Linked DNA regions of Drosophila melanogaster: region 1 is linked to region 2. Evidence: chromatin contacts called from public Hi-C data. All regions are on one chromosome and are shown on one strand. The core of a region is the stretch at or near the end of the contact, and the rest is flanking DNA. Distances in the headings are between cores, read along the strand shown.

What was found. A called contact is a pair of places that touch in the nucleus more often than the background predicts.
Region 1: a Hi-C map of the Kc167 cell line shows a contact between it and region 2, with 3 times the contacts expected there. A contact is called at or near these places in 8 of 107 Hi-C or Micro-C datasets (the D17-c3 cell line, the Kc167 cell line, the S2 cell line and 3 more) and 1 of 7 datasets of targeted methods (the Kc167 cell line).

What each region holds. Positions count from the first base shown.
Region 1 is chr3R:24,848,897-24,852,237 of dm6, reverse strand. CG7006 reads right to left here and starts at 1,611. Exons shown (of 2, transcript NM_143039.3): 1 at 1,468-1,611; 2 at 853-1,416. The coding sequence starts at 1,523. The coding sequence ends at 930. It overlaps Esp (Epidermal stripes and patches), which reads right to left. Exons shown (of 6, transcript NM_001202353.2): 4 at 2,934-3,341; 5 at 2,570-2,872; 6 at 1,826-2,507. The coding sequence ends at 2,005. Nct (Nicastrin) reads right to left here and starts at 637. Exons shown (of 7, transcript NM_001276003.1): 1 at 526-637; 2 at 305-400; 3 at 1-252. The coding sequence starts at 589.
Region 2 is chr3R:24,624,299-24,627,839 of dm6, reverse strand. It overlaps atl (atlastin), which reads right to left and starts at 2,169. Exons shown (of 5, transcript NM_143017.3): 1 at 2,028-2,169. Syx18 (Syntaxin 18) reads left to right here and starts at 2,278. Exons shown (of 2, transcript NM_079761.4): 1 at 2,278-3,365. The coding sequence starts at 2,367. It overlaps Wsck (wsck), which reads left to right. Exons shown (of 3, transcript NM_170155.2): 3 at 1-774. The coding sequence ends at 464.

The sequences.
Region 1 (3,341 bases), core at 362-2,861, 220 kb before region 2:
TCAGGCCGCTGTACTGATTGGGGCAGTTGAGTTCGTGCGAGAACTGCTTCATCTGGTTCGTGCGGTTGATCAGCAGCACCACAGAAATGTTCTTTGGTCCGGCTTCCTTTAGGCGCATCAGGTTGTTACGTGTGAACAGGTGAGGTGGTATCATGGGGGCGTAAGGTGGAGATGGTGGGCTGCTAAGAAGAAATTCCAGGTCGGCCTCGACGTTTATTAGATGTAGTACGCCCACGGAACCGGAGTAGGTTGCTGAAAAGAAAGAATTATAGAGGATTTCAAGGTATATTCTCAATGGACTCACAGGAACAGCCTGTCTGATGGGTGCCATTCAGCCGTCGGAAACAGCTAGCTCCTCCAATGGGCTCGTACATCTTATCGCGGGTTCTTTCTCCTTGAGCTGTGGACAAAGAAAGTTCGGGTTAGATGACTCAGGTTATTTGGCCTATATTAAAAAGTGGGCGTGCGGGTTTTCGACGCCGGTCGCTACTGGAAGCTCCACTTTGTTTTCGTCCTGATTATTACCAATAGTTGCTCCATACGACAGTATTAACAGCCATATGGAAGCCGCATTCAGACGCATTTCCATCGAAGATTCCCACGAAATCGCGTCCAGAAATTGCAGTGTTGCGTGTGACCGTTTCGGTACAAAATACCATTGGCATTGAAAATGCGGGTATATACTATTTCAAACTCAAAAAATACCTTGCATAAAATATACCACAAAATATTGGCTCACTATTTAAAATTTTTTTTTTTAATAATAATTTATGAAATGTAGTGTAAGTTTTATTATCAATTATTATTATTATCAGTATTAACATTAAAAATATAAAATCAAAAGCAGTTTATCCGTTTTTCAGCATACTTATTATTTACCTAAACATGGTTATTGCTACAAAACATGTAAAAACTTAGCATCTATGGATCTAAAAGAGCGTGTCCTCGGCGCGAATATATTCGCCGATATCCGACTGATGAAAGCATACGGTGGTCATGGGATCGGCGGTCTTGCAGTCCGTTGTGGAACGCGCCAGTACGCCGAAGCCCAGAGGCAGGTCGTTCATGGAGTAGACCACCACGCCCTGGTACTGGCCGGCGTTCTCCGTGATGCGACCCAGTCCTGTTTTGGGTATGTGGTTGCCGTAGAGAAACTGCTGCTCGAAGGAGGGCTTCACCCACACCTTGTACTGGGCGTAGGGCGCCAAGTAGTAGAGGGCCGTGATATGGAACTTCAGTTTGTTGGTCTTGGAGAACTTGCCGAAGCAGGTGCCCACGCACACCAGCTGCTTGTAGCCGAAGCACTCGCTCAGCTTCAAAATCCGCTCCGAGACGTAGTAGACCCGATCCTTGTGCTCCCGAAAGCAATATGTTCCATCTGGCCGGTCAATCAAATGCTTCACATTTGTGCCAATGCTGTAAGAGCACTTGTTAGCTGCATTGCGATGATCTGTTTTGGGTACTCACTATTTGGACAGGTGCTCGAACAAGATCTTGGCACGTTCGTCGCTCAGGCGTTTCATTTTAAGTTAAATTAAGCGGAAAAAAGAGGAAAACAAACTGCTCAACTTTACACGTGAGAAATGTTTCAGTGTTGAGTAGGGACGGCTAACAGCACTGAATATATCGGTCTATCTATAGCTTTTATCGATAGCTTAAGAGTGCTGTATAGCGCCATTATCAAGTGTTGTATATTGCCCAAGTATTTAAATTCAAAATCAAATATATCTGATAAACAAAACTGAATAATAGTTTTAATTGATTTGAGTTAACCAATCTCACTGACTTTTACTCTTTCATGAAATAAACAAGATAAATTATTTTTGTTTGTTATTATTACGTAATTAAGAAATACACTTATTTGTTCACCTTACAATTTCTAATAGTTGTGTGCTCTGGATAATACTACACAATTAGTTTACAATCTATTTACAACGCCATAAATAATTAAAGCAAACACTTAGGCTAAATTATTTGTATCACGTGTTGAGGAGAATAAGCCAGTTAGGCCGTCTCGAGCCGCTTCTGCACATAGTTGCGCTCCTTGAGCAGCTCATCCAACTGCTGCTCCTGGTAGTAGACCACGAACTGGGCCGCCGACACGTGCTCGAAAATGGAGCAGATACTCGGTTTGAGGTTGTAGAAGAAGAGCAGTTGTCCTCGCTGATTGAAATCACTGATCAGCGAGTCTATAACCGTGGCCGTTGTGAAGTCAGCCCCGTAGACATGCGACGCATCTATGACCACTGGGACATTTTGCCTAATGGACTGCTTGTTGACCAGATTCCTCACATAATCCACAGACGGGAAGATCAGGCATCGATCTGGCGTGATCATTGAGTACTCCACACCCGACTGTGTGGTCAGTAGCTCGGTGCTCAGCTTGGGACGCGCAGCATGGTAGAGGATAAAGATGACATTGAGTCCCACTCCAATGAGGATGCCCCACTCCAGCGGCAAGACAAGGCAGGCCACAAAGGTTCCAACTCCAGGCACCAGATCACTTTCTAATGGGTTATTAAAGTGAGATGAACAAATGACCACTATCTCCATATTTTGTATGACTTACTCTTCGATCTCCACATGGGCTTGACCACCTTTACTTCAATCATGAAGACCACGGCGGATATAATGATGGCTGCCAGGGTAGGGCGTGGAATGAAGTAGAAGTAGGGCGTGAGGAAGAGCAGGGCAATCATGACCAGGCCACCGGAGTAAATATTGCTCAGGGGAGTACGGACACCACTGGCATTATTGACTGCTCCACGACTAAGGGCTCCAGTGCCCGGAAAGGCTTGGACAAAAGAGTTGAAGATGTTGGCCGTTCCAATGGCAATCAATTCCTGCGAGGCATCCACTGGCTTGCCATTGGCTGAAAGGATCAACTATTATTATAGGGAACCATATAGGGAAAGATAGAGCTTAAGACTCACCAAACGCTTTGCAGATGGCTATGTTTTCCATGAGCGAGATCAAGGGAATCACCACCAAGCCGGAACCCATGCTGTGAACCATTTCCACGAATCCCTCGGCCACTCCATTGCTGGTTTCATTGGCAGTCAACGATGTGGGTGGCAACTGGATGCTGGGGAGCCCGGGTGGTATCTCTCCCACCACTCGAAACGGAGCTCCGTGCTCCTCGGTGTGGAGCATATAGCCCATGATGCAGCAAACGACCACCAGAATGGCATTTCGAGCAGTACCCACGATCCAAAGGATCTTGTTCACAGCCCGCTGGAAGGATGAGCATTCCTTCTCGTCGACTGGTCCAATTCGACAGGAAGACAGACTGCGCATCAACAGCAGGATGACAATGCAGGTTAGCCCTAGTACCGTGTCTC
Region 2 (3,541 bases), core at 920-3,419:
TCAAGCTAAAACTGAGCGTCTTTGGACCGCTGCCCTACATGAACATTGCTCGCCAGCAGCCAGACCACAACCGGTGGCTGGCCCCGGAGGTGCTGCGCCATCAGCATCACCATTCCACCCGTTCTGATGTCTGGTCCCTGGCCTGCGTGGCGTGGGAATGCTGTGCCCTTGGCGGTACTCCCTATGCCAATGCAGTGGCAAGTAACCAACAGCTTCTAGAGGCCATTCGGGCTGCAGTGCGTCCGGCGCAGCCAGCCTACGTCTACGGGGATCTCTACCAGCTGCTGCTCAACTGCTGGCAGCTGGAGCCGAGCGAGCGGAGCAGCTGTGAGGACGTGGCCTTCGGAGTACGTCAGCTGATGACCTCACCGCGTCATGCCCTCAGCTTTGATCGAGTGGCCGGCGGACTAGACACCCTGCCTCCGTACCTGCCGCAACTGGAAGCCGTTGCTACGATGGGCTGAGGTGCAGCCGAATAGTATAATTAGCTTTAGTCAGCGAGAGACCACATTCGCATAGAGTAGATTTCGGTTCTGAGTCACTGCTGCTAAGAGAAAACATCACTTCATTTCGATTTTAGATGAGTTCACTTTCAGTGTTCTGAAGAGAAAATAATTTGTTTTAGAATTTACACATTGATTTAATAAAGCTCATAAATTGTTATTATCCATATAATATTAGAAGTGAGCATTTATGAAACACAATTCGATGTTTATTGTTAATACGCACAAACTTCCTACAAATAAAAGAGTGTTCTATGCCAGAGCTTATCAGATCTATAAGGTAGTTAATTGCTTATCTACAACCCGAAAGAAAGGAATCGACTTTCCCCCACGCGAAACAAAGTTCAAGCGAACGTGCTCGATGGAGAGCGCGATAGATAAAAGACTACTGACAGTCTGGCCCCCAAAATTGTGTAATAAATTGAGGGATCCATAGCGAATGGATCTACCAACAGACCAGCGACTGTGATTCCCCCGCCGATCGCTGATGTTGCACAAACCAGACAAAAGCGAAAACTAAAAGCAAAAAAAAAACCAAGGGAGAGAGCCGCGAATGCGAAACTTTGATCGCTGGCGAGCAGCAATTAATAATAGAAAATAAACGGCGGTGTTGCTTAAGTGTGAGTGGATCAAAATTGACGATTAATCAGTTTAAAGGTCTTGCATTGCATCTATTGTTTGTTATGTTGTTTAAGAATTAATTAGGGAAATTGTTGGCAGCAGCCTAGATGCGGTTACATGCATTATTAGTCATCCGAAATAGTAGGGCACTTTATGTATGTATATTCCATTGGTTTGGACAATCATCTTATAATGAAGCTACATAGCAAAAAAAAAAAAAAAATCTAAATCTGTGTATATTCTTCCGATATGCACTTTTCAAATGAAATGTTCAAAATTCGTTATCAGTACTTAAAATTTCTCACTATGTACAAGCTTATCTCGGGATCCTTCCCAAAGAAGATAAGCCATTGTTTCTCTTGTCGACGTGTAACTATTGGATCCACCAAAAAACCCAAAGCACATGGCTCACCCGGAATTTAGAGCGACTTTCTTATAGAGTATATGGTAAATACGGTAAATGAAGCGCAACGATATCCATAGCGACTTTTGGACGCTTACCTTGCCCGCAATTCAAGGTGAAATGACGACGAACAATTGAAGTCACTGAAATGTGTATACATTCCGAGCAAATGGGCAATTATTATTAATAAATCGAGCTGAATGGCTGCTATCGGAATTCAGGGGCTTCGACTGCCGACCATGCTCATGAATATGTGGAAGATGATGATGATGATGAGGTTCATCCGGTATTGGCCAACTTTGCGAGTGTTTTGCATTCGCCTGGTTAAATTGTTATTGTTTTTGTTACATATACACACATGGAGATTATGAGGAATCCAAGGAAACTGGTTGCTCACACACGCACACCAACGCACTGCGACGGAGCCACTCACGCACACTACCAAATGGTCGGCTAACTGCGCAAATAATGCGGCTTCTGTGTCGGCCTTTGTTACTCACTTTACTTAACCATTTACATCGGACACTGGACTTCACTGCGCTGCGATTTTTCGACACTTTGGAAGCAGAAAAGTACGTATTTTGTTTGTGCTCTGCCAATGGTGTGACCGTACACCGTTGGGCGAAAAATCACCTATAAGTGTGGGGGTGAAAATTCATTAGCCAACACTGAAATGCTTATCGATAACATTTAGCTATTTTTAGTATTAGCTAACTGGTATATATTAACGGTCATCATAAGGTCACACTGCAAACGGTTAAACGAACGGCCACATTGTGTTGGACCGATGATGTGGATTTAAAAGTTAAATATTTCAAACTTAGTTATAGCAAATAGCTATGGACATCACCCAGAGCTTCAAGGCCAGCGTAATGACGGTGCGCCTGCAGCGCAAGGCCGAGCTGGCCGGAAAGGCCAAGCCCGCCACAGTGCCGACAAAAACTGGACCAATTGGCCCAAAGGATGACTTCGCCAAGCAGGCCAAGGAGGTGTGCAACAAGATCACTTCGCTGCGCAATGTGCTGATCGAGAACCGCACCGCCTACATGCGCATTGGCCAGCACCTCAAGTCCGCCGCACACATGACCGACGCGCAGCGGGATCTGATTGATCGCGAGTCGGAGAAGTTCGTCACCTTTTACACGCAGCACCTGGCCAAGATGCGCAGCGATTGGAAGAGCGCCAAGCGGAAGCCGCAGGAGCGTCAGCACATCGACGCCGTGCTGGACCTGCTGGTCAGCTATTTGCACAGCGTGGAACAGATCTATCTGGACCAAAAGAAGTACCGTGTGCAACACGAACTGGAAACCTATAGGCTGCTCAAGCTGGCGGCGGACAAAAAGAAGATACCAGTGCGTCCGGCGGGCAGCAACAGTGGCAAGCTGGGCAGGCGCCAGGTCAGCAACGATGACAGCGAAGCCACGAAGTCATCTTCACAAGCAAATGGCAACCACGACGAGTCCGCCGACAATGACTGGAATAACGACGCCTGGGGCGACTGGGATGAAGACGAGGAAGGCGACGAGGTGGACGATCACGATGGCGAGAAGGGCAAGGAAGCCAATCAGGCCAATCAACACAAACCGCGTACGCGCAAACGAAGCAAAGCCAACAGATCGGATCTGAACAACTCATCCTCCAAGATGGCTCTGGATGAGGAGCTCCAGCAGCAGCAGGAGGCCGACGATGACGATCCCCTAAGCGCCGAGGATGTGCAGCTCTTCGAGGCGGAGAACGTACACATCTACAACTTTCTGCAGGGCGTCTCCGAGGAGGTGGAGCAGATCGAAAAGAACGTGGTAGACATTGCCCAACTGCAGGACATTTTCACCGAAAAGGTAAGATGGCATGATAACACAAGTCCCAAGGAATCCTTGCTGTTCTTAACAACGATATCTTTAGTTTAATTTTGGTGAGAACATATTGCTCCATATTGCCAAGAATACTTAGTGGGTTTAAGTGGCTGCCCATATGTTTGTCGACTTAATCCTTCAATTAAAAATATTAATTGGCT